Linked DNA regions of Mus musculus: region 2 is linked to region 1. Evidence: chromatin contacts called from public promoter capture Hi-C data. All regions are on one chromosome and are shown on one strand. The core of a region is the stretch at or near the end of the contact, and the rest is flanking DNA. Distances in the headings are between cores, read along the strand shown. Region 1 holds the start of Slc6a13 (solute carrier family 6 (neurotransmitter transporter, GABA), member 13). Region 2 holds the start of A2m (alpha-2-macroglobulin).

Evidence for each region. Promoter capture Hi-C pulls out the DNA fragments that hold promoters and counts their contacts.
Region 2: a promoter capture Hi-C map of hippocampal neurons shows a contact between it and region 1, with 2.3 times the contacts expected there. The contact joins the promoter of A2m here to the promoter of Slc6a13 in region 1. A contact is called at or near these places in 4 of 39 promoter capture datasets (embryonic stem cells, hippocampal neurons, maxillary cranial neural crest and 1 more).

What each region holds. Positions count from the first base shown.
Region 1 is chr6:121,298,109-121,304,595 of GRCm38.p6, reverse strand. It overlaps Slc6a13 (solute carrier family 6 (neurotransmitter transporter, GABA), member 13), which reads right to left and starts at 4,308. Exons shown (of 15, transcript NM_144512.3): 1 at 4,267-4,308; 2 at 1,693-1,899. The coding sequence starts at 1,894.
Region 2 is chr6:121,634,069-121,640,033 of GRCm38.p6, reverse strand. A2m (alpha-2-macroglobulin) reads right to left here and starts at 3,861. Exons shown (of 36, transcript NM_175628.3): 1 at 3,639-3,861; 2 at 1,575-1,758; 3 at 672-828; 4 at 467-519. The coding sequence starts at 3,745.

The DNA.
Region 1 (6,487 bases), core at 3,059-5,558:
CTCAGCAGCTGTACCCAGGCACCCACGGGAGAAAACGAGGGCCTAGGACTTTCCTGTGTGTGCATTTCTAAGACGGAGACTAGATAAATTACCACGAAGTCCTGGGGCAAAGCTCAGACCCCAAAGTTGCCAGGCACAGGAAGCCGTGTGAGTCCAACATCCCCAGCTGCTCCACCTCCTCTCCCCTTTGCTGCCTCTTTTTCACCCCAAGTGGCTCTGAGCTAAGCTTGGAAATCAGTGCCTCAACCCTTACCCAATTCCAGAGAGGCTTGGGGAAATCTTCTCGCTCCCTAATCTTTCTGCCATGTGAGAAGGTAAGCTGGTTACTAGGTTCCGAGGCCCAGGGTACGCAGCTTAGTGTCTTACTTCTGTCTGTGCCCTGGGCCATCCGTATCCCTGCACCTAATGCTCTAAAGGGAAGGCCCTCAACTCCTCAACAAACACAGAAGTATCTATGGCTACATAAGAAGCACGAAGACCTCCCTCCTTCTCTCATAGTACAGACTGAGCAAAGTCCTGTGATTTCAGGCCGCTAGCCAGAATTCCTAGGGAGAGAGGACATATTACCTCATTCCCGTTCCTCTGGGGGAAAAATTACAAGTTAACTTCCAACCCCAGTCTCCAACATTCACAAACCCAAGAACAAGACACCCACCGTGGGTACAAGGCACCTCTCTCTTGGTCTCTCATAATCCTTCCGACCTCCACCCTGGGCTGAGTGTGAACTCTTTCCTAAGCCACTTGGACTGTGTGCTTCATCCCTTCAAATCCATTTGAAGAGCTCGACGGGTTAAGGGGCCTCTGCTCCCCTGCCAGTGGGAAGGTGTTCTTCTTCTCTGGTGACCTACCTCCGGGTTCTGCATTCCTCCAGCTCAGGATACAGCCTCATTACAAAAACAGACCCATGACCTCCAATCCCTGGAAGCTTTATCCATCAACAGAACAGAATGGTTTCCTAACCCACGGGTCAACTCTAAGCCCTTTAGTACCTGGGGATTCTGTCCAAGGCTTCCCACAGGGGTGTGGAAATTCCCTAAATATGGATTCATTCAATTACCCCAGAAGACTGGGAAGGCAAATAAGACACACACACACACACACACACACACAAGACAGAGACAGAAAGACAGAGGCGGGGGGGGGGGGGGGGTAGGGGAGTTAAAGGAAAGCCATGAAGGTCAAAGATTATGATTCTAGTGAGAGTTGGGAAACAAATGGTATTGGGAATGTCATGGTACCAGCTGAGTGGTGGGGGGTGACACAAGGCCAAAGCTGAAGAATCCCAAGATCCCAGAAGAGTTTGGTAGCAGCAGCAGCAGCAGCCCTGCAACTCCTATTTATTAAGCACTTTATGGGTAGTATTGCCAATCCTTACAAGAACCTTGAAAAACAGGTATTGCTATCTTGATTTACAGGAACAGCCATTGAGACTCTGGGGGCTTCAGGAACTTGACCAAGATCACACAGAGTTAAGAACAGAGGCAGAATCCGCGGCCTGATCCATCTGGATCTGAACCCGTACTCGAGATTCTATGAGAGAAAGCCCTAGGGCACCCACACGGGTTATCTAAATCTCCGTCTCCTGCAAAGTGTCCTCAGTGACCCATCAGGGCCCTTCCCAGAGGGACAGAGAGTAGAGCAGACAGAAGAACTCTCCTTCCTGGGGAGACTGGGTAGCACTATGGCTCTCACCTCCCCCGTTCTTGTAGCAGAGATAGGGAAACCTCCAGACGTTGCCTAAGCCAATGATCTCCCCAGCCACAGACAGCACAAACTCCATCTTGTTGTTCCAGTGCTCCCGTTCCAGGGTACCATCTTCCTCCACTTTCTCCATGGCTGGACACACTGGCTTTGTCTCTCCATTACTGGTTGTTCCCGAGGCCCTGTTCTCCATCCCACCTGGAAAACAAGTGCAGTGCTCTGTCACTGGTGGGAAGCCCACAGGGAACAACCTCCTCCCTTCAGAAAATTCCCTGGAAAAGGGTGACCTCCTTCCCTATCCTCTGAACCATTCCTCCTTAGCGCCCCCCACTGGCAGAGCTGGGGAGGAGCTCCTAGGATTGCCTGTTCCCTTCACACTTAAAAGAAAGCATTGGCACAGAAGGGGACGCATGCTCCCCTGACGCATGCTCTCTGGATTCACATAGTATGCAGGTGTCTGCACCTCCCACTTGCTTCTCACAACTGTGGCATATTAAAAAGCAGTGCAATCCTGTAATAGGCTGGGACTACCCAGAGGATGGCAGTTGACATATTCTCAAGACCATGGATGTCCCTTGCAGGAACTACACTAACTGTGGTCGTGGGGAAAGAGCTGATATTAAAAATGTTGATTGCAACAAAAAAAAAATTGGAAAGTATATGCTAAAAATGGAAGGTGAGGGACTAAGTTATGGTAGATGTATTATGAGCTTCTATCCAACCATTAAAATTGTTACAGGAAGATGTATATTGAAACCAAAGGGTGTTCGTGCTATAGGAAGTGAGATTAGTATGAACAGAATAATCAGGCTTGACAGACACTTTACAGAATAGCTACACGCATTGAAAGATTGGGACATACACCAAGATGTTTCTTTCCTAGTGACTGCATCATAGGGATGTTTTCCTTATCTATATCTTCACCGTTTTGTTCAAAGAAATGTCTTCTGAGGGGTGTTGGATGGAACCCGGAACTGGACTGGGAGAGCTGAGCTGTCCAGGAACTCATTCTTCTCCCTCCATTTCCTAGTGAATCGGCATACATGGAAAAAACGTCTCCCCCTCTCCCTCCCTAGCCTCCTCTCCTCTCCCTTCCCCCTCTCTCCCACCTCCGCCCTTCTTCCCTCCCTCCCCTGCTCCCTTCCTCTCTTTGTCACTAGTGGTATCAAAATCTGTTACAACCAAGATGATGGCGTGAAAAGGAAGCCCTACCTTAGAAACACCCTATCCTAGACTGAGACTGAGACTGAGAATAAATTCGGATGTGTTTTAAACTTAATGAGCAGCTACCCTGGACTAAGCATTGCACACATGGTCATTTAATTCCTACACCAACCCTGTCATTGTTGAGAAAATGATGGTACATAAAATACCTGCAGCCGCTGCTCTGTTAAGTCAAGTCACTGTTGCCACCTAGGTAGTCAATCGTATGGAGACTTGAAGTCACTCTGCACTTACTGCTCTTTTGGTTCTACCAATGAGCTCTTGTTCGCTGCCTTGGTTTATCAACACACTTAATGTTAGTGACTCCTTCCTCGCTTTGTGCAATGGCTCCTCTTGTTTAGGTCTTTGTTTTAGTTTTTGTGTTTGTTTGTTTGTTTGTTTGTTTGTTTGTTTTGAGACAAGGTCTAATGGCCCAGCTTCTCCAAGGACTTGATCTATAACATAAACTTAAGGTGATTCCTGGGTGCTCAGACTGTGTAACTCAGGCCCTGTGGTTGATTTAGAGTGGCCTCTTTGTAGAGAACTAAGCAGGTGGGCTTTCTCCGAACCCCCAAACAAGTTCAGAGTATGGAACCTTCTCACCAGAAACCTCTCCAAGCCAGAGACTTCCCTTAGGTTCTATCTGCAACCCTAGGGACCAGAAAAGTCAGCCCAAAGGGCCAGGAATAGAAGACATCTCTGATTATTTGACAAGCTGGGGAGTGGGATCCAAATTCGCTGTGGACAAGAAGGTGAAAGTCAAGGTGTTGTTTCTCACCTGACTGACCTGATCTTCTCGGCCTCATGCTGATCCTGGCCTCGCTTCCTAACCATCACAGGGATGCCTTCCTGTGAGGCAAAGCCATCCCACTTGGCCTCATCCCCCTTCCAGCAACCAAGCAGTAACCTTCTGCCTCTTAGCCCCGTGCTTCTCAGGAGCAGTGGAGAAAGCACGGGTTCAGGCATGCCGGGTTCAGACCACAGCCGTCCCTAGCACCCTGCCTGACCCCTGAGGTTAATGAGTAACGCAGCCTTAGTTTGCTGGTCTGTGACAGTGGGAACATTGGCGTAGACTCAGCTGTGAGGCTTGAGTGGAGAGATGAATTCTATATTCACCCTGAAACTCAATCATTCTCCTCTCCAACTAGAATTCTCGACCCCTCCTCTGTCACCCTTAAGTCATGAGCCACCCCTTTCAGAATGTCAAGAGAATAGCAGAAAATGCTTGCACCTGCACACCCAGGAGCGAACCAAGAACACCATCCAGAGGACATCATGGTTGTAAATCCATGGATCCCACCAACCTACATTCTGAGGCCCAGAAACAGGAAAAAGAGAGAAAGAGCAGAGAATATTCCGAACCTTGGTGAAGTTTCTGCCTGAGGTCTTGTCGGAGAATTCTCCAGGGGGCCAGGGAAGGGGCTGGCTATTTAAAGCGTGGCTGGAGACCGCCCTGTGGTGCATGTAATCCTAAACTTGACCCGGCCCACATTCCGCCTCCTGCCTTCCCCCTCCCACGTTCTCCCCTCCCCCTCGGCCACCAGACAATCCGCACATGAGTGATTCCCTGGCCTGGGGACTCTGTCCGCCCTGGCAGTTCAGCCGGTTGCTTGTGATTCTACTACAGCATGTGTCTTGCCACAGCTTGTCTGCCCTTCCCCCTGACTCTGGGATCTCCATAAAGAGATCAGCCAGTTGCCCTGTCTTCCCACAACTCAAGGACTCCTGGGAAGCAGTCAGTAGTAGGTGCTTATTTGGTGAGGTGCTATTAGGATTAATTTAAAAGTATACCAACCTTATCGGGTTCCAAATGGCATTCTAGAAGGGACAATGATTTAGGAAAACAACAATAACCACACATTAGATTACTGAACTGTGAGAAGTCAGTAAAATATCCAACATGCACACAGACACACGCACGTATGTGCACACACAATGTTGAAACGTCTGGAAAAGGTTTCTGAGTTAATAGTGGTTGCACTCAGAACAGAGCTGGGTTAGGAAACGGTAGTTAAGGAGATTTTTCTCTTCCTTTTGAAGCTCCAGTATTGTTTGAATTCTTTGACAATGTTCGAGAACTTTTTTTTTAGCTGCAATCAATGAAATGCCAAGGTTTAAAGCAAAGTCATCAGGGAAGATTTGGCAATGGGAGGCAGACAGCTAGTCACAGGACTTTCTTTCCAGGCAGGGATGACCCTCGGAGGTGGCCGGCTGTTCCTTCAGCTGTGAGTCCCAAGACTAGAGCGCAGTCTTGGGTTCACCACCTGCTGCGAGGCAGTGCAGGGGGACACTGTGTAAGCTTTGGTGCCAGGCAGCACAGGGGCCAAGCACCACATCTGTCACTCGGGAGCTTGGAGTTTTGAGCAGAGCACACAGCTTCTGGAAACTCTCATTCTTGCAGCTATAAGATGAAGACAGTGTTGCGCACCTTGGAAAGTTGCAGGAGATTTCAGGAGAGAGTGGATCTGATAATGTAGCCAGTTCATGAATAGCTACTGATGCTGTTTAAGAATTATTCAGAATGAGCTTCTTGGAGACTTTTTTTTTAATAAAAAAGATTGTATCTTCTACTTTTATTTATGTGTATACGTCTGTGTATGTGTATATCTATGTGGGTGCCCTTGGAGGGCAGGAGAGGGTGTCAGATCCCCTGAGGCTGGACTTCCAAGCAGATGTGGGCCCACGTAGTGAGAGTGCTAGGACTCGAACCCAGGTCCTCTGGAAGGGCAACTAGAGTTCTTAACCACTGAGCCACCTCTCCAGCCTCTGGAAATTATTCTTGTGTTTCGGAAGCCTCTTTTCTTCTTCCTTCCTAACATCCATCTGTCTCATCTTATGGTGTGAAGAAAAAAGATTAAAGGATTCTCAAAGAGAGGCTGCAAATTTGTACTAAAAGCCTAAAGCAATGTGATTGACTCCCTAGCCTTATGCCAAGTGGTACGCACTAGCAGCCTACTAACTGATCTACTAAGTACAAATGGTGACATTTGTACTCTCTAATTACCAGGTAGCTGGAGACCCAAATCGGTGCCCTAAGAAGTCTGGGTACCACATAGCCTTCAGCAGTGCTGCCTGGGTCTCTGAGACCTCACACATGCAATAATGTGATGTTTTTCTCTGTGGGAAACACTCCCGGAGATCAGAGCATCCTTAGTGTCATCCTCTGTTGCTCTGGAGTTGCTCTGACATGAGGGAATGTTGATTCTTCAGTTTTTACATAACGGCTGCTACACTGCCTCTTTGATTGCTCTTTTATATCTTTCCAAACACTTGTGATCCCCGGGCCCTTTCATTTCTAGGCTGTCCTGGTTGATATTTTTCCCTGCTCAGTCAAGTGATGAAGAGGTAGTTTGGGAACCATTGGTACAACTGTCAGTGACAGTCTTCAGACTGCCTGTTCTGGAGGGTCGTATCAATCACACGGGACAACCGTTGCTTTCCCAACCCTTGGGTCAGGCACTGTCAGAACGAGTGTTTACAAGTTCTCACTCAGCAGGAGGATTAGAGGAGTCTCTAGGGACTGCTAGCAAGAATAACTGAACATTAAGCAGAATCGGATGAAGCAAAATGAGCTCATGAGAAA
Region 2 (5,965 bases), core at 2,612-5,111, 340 kb before region 1:
CTCTTGCCTTTGGGGTTAAAAGAGTCTTTGTAAGATGGGGAGATGTGGTGCTGAGAATGGAGAGTTGGTCTGTCACCCACATGGTGGCAGGAAGATTTGTGAATCCTCACAAAGGAATAAACTGAGCACCCCAACTTCTTTCATAGCAACATTCACATCTCTAAGCCAAAACAAACTTAGATCCTCAGACCACTCTCCGCTGTTTATTTTCTTATTTTTCCTAGTTGGAAACCGGAGAGTACGTTTAAATGTAGGATAAACAGCTGAGTGCCAGATCACAGCAGATCGTGTTCCCTACCGATTGACCTGGGAGAATGTTTTGAGTGAAGACCCTGGGCTATTGCAATGTGTGAGGAGTGAGAAATCACTCCTTCACTCTCCAACTCCTCCTTCCTGTACAATCCAAACCGGTTCCAGCTAGTTTGTACAAATAACAATAATTTTATGTAAATAATAGAACACTTACCAATTCATTAAGGGGGTGGAAATTTTCGTCCAATGAGACAACACGAAATCTCACTGAAATAGAAATATTTTTGATGAGCCCTAGCTCTTGACCAATCCTATCGGCGGGCAATAAAAACTATTAAAGATCACAGGGGCTGTGGGAGACAGGCAGGGAGAGAGGAGTTTCCTTTTTGATGCTCTCCTGATTGTGAATCTCATCATACCCATCTGTCCTGGTTTGTAGATGGGCTTGTCAGTCTGAGCAAAGACCAGGCTCTCTTTAGTCTTGATCAGCACCGTGCTCCTCCTCCTGAACTCATGAGTTGGTCCTTTTACTTGGACAGTGAGAAACATCACCTCATTGGATGAAGACTGTGGGACCTAAATTACAGAAGAGAGTCTGAAAACCCGGAGAGTCTCTGCAGCCTCTTTCTCCTCTCCCTGGTCTGCATCTCTATGGAGATCTCATTCTTTTTCTTGGTTTCATCGCTCCCTTCATTCTCTTCTGGGAAGTTGGCAAGGATTCTTATATTTTACAAATTGGAAGACCCAAGTATAAGATACATTAATAAGAAGAGCTGTGACTAAACATCTCATCTTGATTTATATAGAAAACACAGTGCAGTCTTGACTCGTTTACACACTGTATTTGACCAGGTAATTATACACTAACAGGGCACTGTGTTATCAGGGCTACAGGGTCTTAACGCTATGGAAAAAGAAAGCATTTTGGTAGTACTAGATTACAAGGATTCCCATGCATCCAGCTCTAAAGATAGATTGGACTCCCGCTCAGGGCAATTTCTACAGTTGTTACTCTTAAAAGACTTTGAGGTATGCCTGTTTACCACCAGTGGTGACTCACGGTTAACCTTGAACTAGTTTTCTCTATGAACTTTAAAAAGGAATTTTAACGTTAAAAGTCACATTTCTCCCTTTCTCTACTGTGTGCTGGTTTTGTTGTTGTTGTTTTGACAAATAGAATTTTTCTTTGGTCATTGGATTTATTCTCAATATGCTTATAATATGTACTTGGAAACAGATGAGTTGATCCGTAATCCCTGTGCTTGGTTGCCATTGTTACATTCTTCACTGACACCCCTCCCACCCCCGACCCCTTGACTCACGATGAAGGAGGCACAGTGGAATAAGTCCTTGTCAACAACAAGGTCAGTGAAGAGGCTTTGGTTCCCACGGACAGACTCCATGGATACTTTCACTGTTACTGTCTCGTTTAGGTGGTTGAACAGGAGGCAGCCCTTCTCAGGGGTGCCAGCGTGGAGCAGGGAGGGAACCATCACCATGTAGATTCTGAGGAAGGAGGAAGGCAGTTAGAGGAGCGGGAAGGGGTTGTTGCTATGAGCATCTCTATGTGCCATCACAGTGCCACCATCATCCTCCTTAGTTATTCGGGAGGAGAAGGCAGAGGATGAACTAAGAATCCCCTACCACACCACCTACCAGTGATCATCTTTGTTGAGGGGGCAGTGGGGGAAGAAAACATGCACATGTATTCAGCAAGCTTGCAAAACTTCCACATCAAGAATGTGATTCTATTTGACAAATAAGAAAGCTGAACCTCACAAAAAGAGTCACTAGTTGAGAGTCTCGGTTGCGGTTGCTGACGACTAAGTCTTTGTGGGTTACCCAACCTGGATGTTTCTATCATATGAGTTTGCCTTCCCAAATGTAGAGAAAAGCTCCATTTCAATGTAATCCAGCCTCTGGAAACTCAGGAACAGAGCAGACCATTTATCAATCATGTATGACTAAAGACCAACCCTCCAGTTTCAAACAGCAACTCTCAAGAATGTCTTTAGATGCCACCCAACTCTTCTGTACTCTCAAGTTAACTTCTACTTTTATTACAATTTTAAACAGTAAACTCTCTTGATAGCCTAAAATAAGGCTTAATTTCACTTACGTTGGATTTTAGCTAGTCCATAGAATTTTAAATATTATAGGTAGTATCACCTACTTAACAATAGATATTGAGAGATGTGGCTCATGACTTGGGAGGCCGAGACGGGGATGCTGTCAGACATAATTAACATAAATCCTGTCTCAAAACAAACAACCACAAAACAAATGGACAACCACAATAAAATAATAAATAAATAAATAAATAAATAAATAAATAAAATGTGTAGGTTCTTTTTGTAATGCTCAAAAATTCTAATTTCTGTGCCACTTACTATCCAGAAGTTTATACTATGATTTCCTTATGCTTAAAAATATCTCATGATCAACTATCATTTTTATTAACATATATGTGTTATATATATATGTTAATATTAATATAAATATGAAATATTACCTGTGGGTATATAAATTTAACAGTAACTCTTCCTTTATATGTGTGACCATAAATTTGTAAGTGTTAAATGTTTTCTTATGATTGGATTATTTTCAGAAGTCCTAGTACATAACTTACTAAAAAATATATTCATGATTCATACATTTATATTGAGAATTGTGTGCTCTCTTCTTCCACCGTGGTGCTCTCACCTTTAGCTGGATATTCCCCATTAAACAAGTAACATTTGTCTTATGTGTAAATAGAAGCCCTAAGAAAAAGTTCCCAATAACTATGTCTTTGTCACTGTTTCTTGTACATCTTCTTGTATGACCTGCTCTGTCTGTCTATCTGTCTCTCTACATTCCTTGGTTCGTTTCTTTGGAGCACAGATTTCATCGCTAGCTGATTTGCACAATAGTTTTTTTGGTTTTGGGGTTGTTGTTGTTGTTGGGGGTTTTTTTGTTTTGTTTTGTTTTGTTTTGTTTTGTTTTTTCCTGTAACAAAAGTCGTTTACATTTTCAGCATCAACATCAACCTTTGAAATCATTCCTAGAGATTTTGAAAAGAAAAAAATCTTTGTTTTATCAAACGCCCTGAGGAATGTAAAGGAAAAAGCAAGGGCAAAGTCTCAGCAGAGCCACAGGAGGTCCTGAAGACAAGAGTACCTACAAAGGTTCTGTGTGTCACCGGGGAGTTTGGATATTCCGAAATCCAGAGAGCTAAAGAGAAATGATTAAAACTGAGATGAGGAGGAATAATGAGTGAGGAGGATTTGTACAAATCTCGGCGCTCTAAGGAACCTAGGAGATGAGAAAGAAGGTCACGGTTTTGTAAGAAAGAAACGAGTAAACAGAAGCCTTAAATTCAAGTTTCTGGCGTTCGGTGGACTCACGGTTTCTGTGGTGCTGAGGCATTTGTGGGCAGCAGCAGCAACAGCAGCAGCAGCAGCGGTGGCGGCAGCGGCAGCAGGGCCAGGCTTGGGAGCCAGCGCTTCCCCATGCTGCAGAGAGGACTGGAGACCTGGCTGCCTTGCACCCTGCTCCCCGCCAGAGATCTGGTCCTGAACGTGCTGAGGAGCAGCTAGGCTTTATGCAAACAGCGGGTTCCACCCACACGAGTTCTCTGAACAAAGCTGAGGTTTTTTGAACATTCTCTGAAGGGGTCATTGATGGCCTAGTTACTGCCAAGGTTAATTCCTGACCCGTTAGCCGGAATTCCCAGAAGGATTAAGCACTTTCCTGTTACTGCTCACTTTTTCTCCGTTGTACAATAAAGTTGATAATCGCCTTCTCCTCCCCCACAGCCACTTATTGATGCTCTGGGCTCCTGTCTGGAGAGTTGGCAAGCAGGCTGCAGCTTAAGCAGTACTGGAGAGGTTTGAATAATTCAAGTGTGCCAGCAAGTTCTGAGCCACAGAAGGTCTGTCTGTCTTTCACGCAAAGCCCATGTTTAGCTCCCTTCCATGAAAGGAATTTTGAACCAAACTAGGAAGTAGGTATTGACTTTAGAGGTATTGTTATACATTAGATTGACTGAAAATGAAGTATCAGGGCCAGGAGAAATGACTGTTTTGTAAGTTTCCTAATGCTTACCTATAATCCAGGTGCTGGAGAACAGGAGATAGGAGGGTCCTGGGCTTGCTGTCTACCCTAAACAGTGAATTTCTAAATCCCAGGATATCACCGCATGGGCCTTAACCTTCACATACACTCATTCCAGTTTAAGGTGAAAAGTAACCAGTATCAGAAACCCCACTTTACTGTGCCTAACAAAGATCCCAGCTGCCTTTGCCATCCACTCAACAAATGCTTTTGTGCAACACTCCCCTCTCTAGTCTCTGGAATTGTCCTGGAGGCAATTTCATTGATTCATGCATCCATCTACTTGTTCTTGCAGCTTCTTGGTTATTTATAACCATTTATTGATCCTCCTTGGCTAGAACCTAGCGATAGAATGTCAGATAAGTAGAAGTAAGAATCCGTAAAAGTTCTATGACGTAGGGCAGGTGATAGGACGGCTTTTAAAAGCGAGTACAGTAACCAACCATTATCATTAGAGAAGTTGAAGTCTCCTCGAAGGCAGGTGCGAGGGACACATAGCCTGTTATGGGCTCCTGGAAACAACTCGGAAGGAAGCAGAAATCTAAAGTAAGCTGTGAGTTCTGAGTGGTGGTTAGACAGAGAAGGAGATGAGCAAGGGGCATTCTAATCCTTAAAATGACACACATATTCAGTAGTAATGAAGCTCTTAAGGAAATGAGATTTCTTTGTCCTGAAGGAAAAGCTTAACTATTTAGGAGGGTGGTCAAGGGAGTTGGCTTTAAATCAGAGAAGATCTTTGGCAAAATACTTAAGCTCACATCTGATCCTTGAAGAGATCAATCTTACTGAAATATAGAGAGGTGACAAAGGAAATAATCCAGAAGACGGGAGAATGGGTGGGTGACAAGCGGGTGATACCCGGACATTCACCGTGGACGTGGAAGGGGGCTACAGAGTGGCAGCGTCTTTGAGAGAGAAGATTATAGGGAATAAAAACGTGTTTGTTTTAATTTCCCAGCTGGTCAGTAACTGAGTAAGACGAGAAACAGACAGGCAGGAGCAGAGGCAAGGACAGAGGGCTGGGCCGAGAGAACGCACAGTTTTAGACCGTGCTTGTGACCTATCCATGTACGCTGTTCCTGGTAAGTGTGTTCTAGGAGTGAAGTCTGCACCCTGACTTTGTGTGTCACTGCTCCTGTGAATCATGGCCACATTCAGCTATCGATGTCCTGGGTCGTAACTCAAAATTGGGATTATGTTGTTTCTTTGTGGACAGAATCTTGAAAACAGGCAGGATTTCTTGTAGGTTAAAGTTAAGTTGCCTGAATATGTGAAGTGCTTAGATTCACCTGCTTGCACAGGCTGTAGGAAAGAATAGTGGTACTCAGAAGATGCTACCACAAGATGCTGAGGGAAAAAAAAACAAACACTCAGGGCAAGGGCATGAGGAACATCTGTTAAGTGATAGGAAGAGGCAGTCAGATAGAGCAAAAGTTAGGATGGAGGGAGCTCAGGGGTCTCTGAGTCCCAAGAAAAGGATCATTCCAACAAGAAATTCATGTTACTAGATCAGTGTGATTGTGAACTCACACCAAGACATCAGTAACAATAGCATTAAAAATGAAAAAAAAAAAACAAAGGACTTACTTTATAACATCTTCGTTCAAACTGTAGCAGC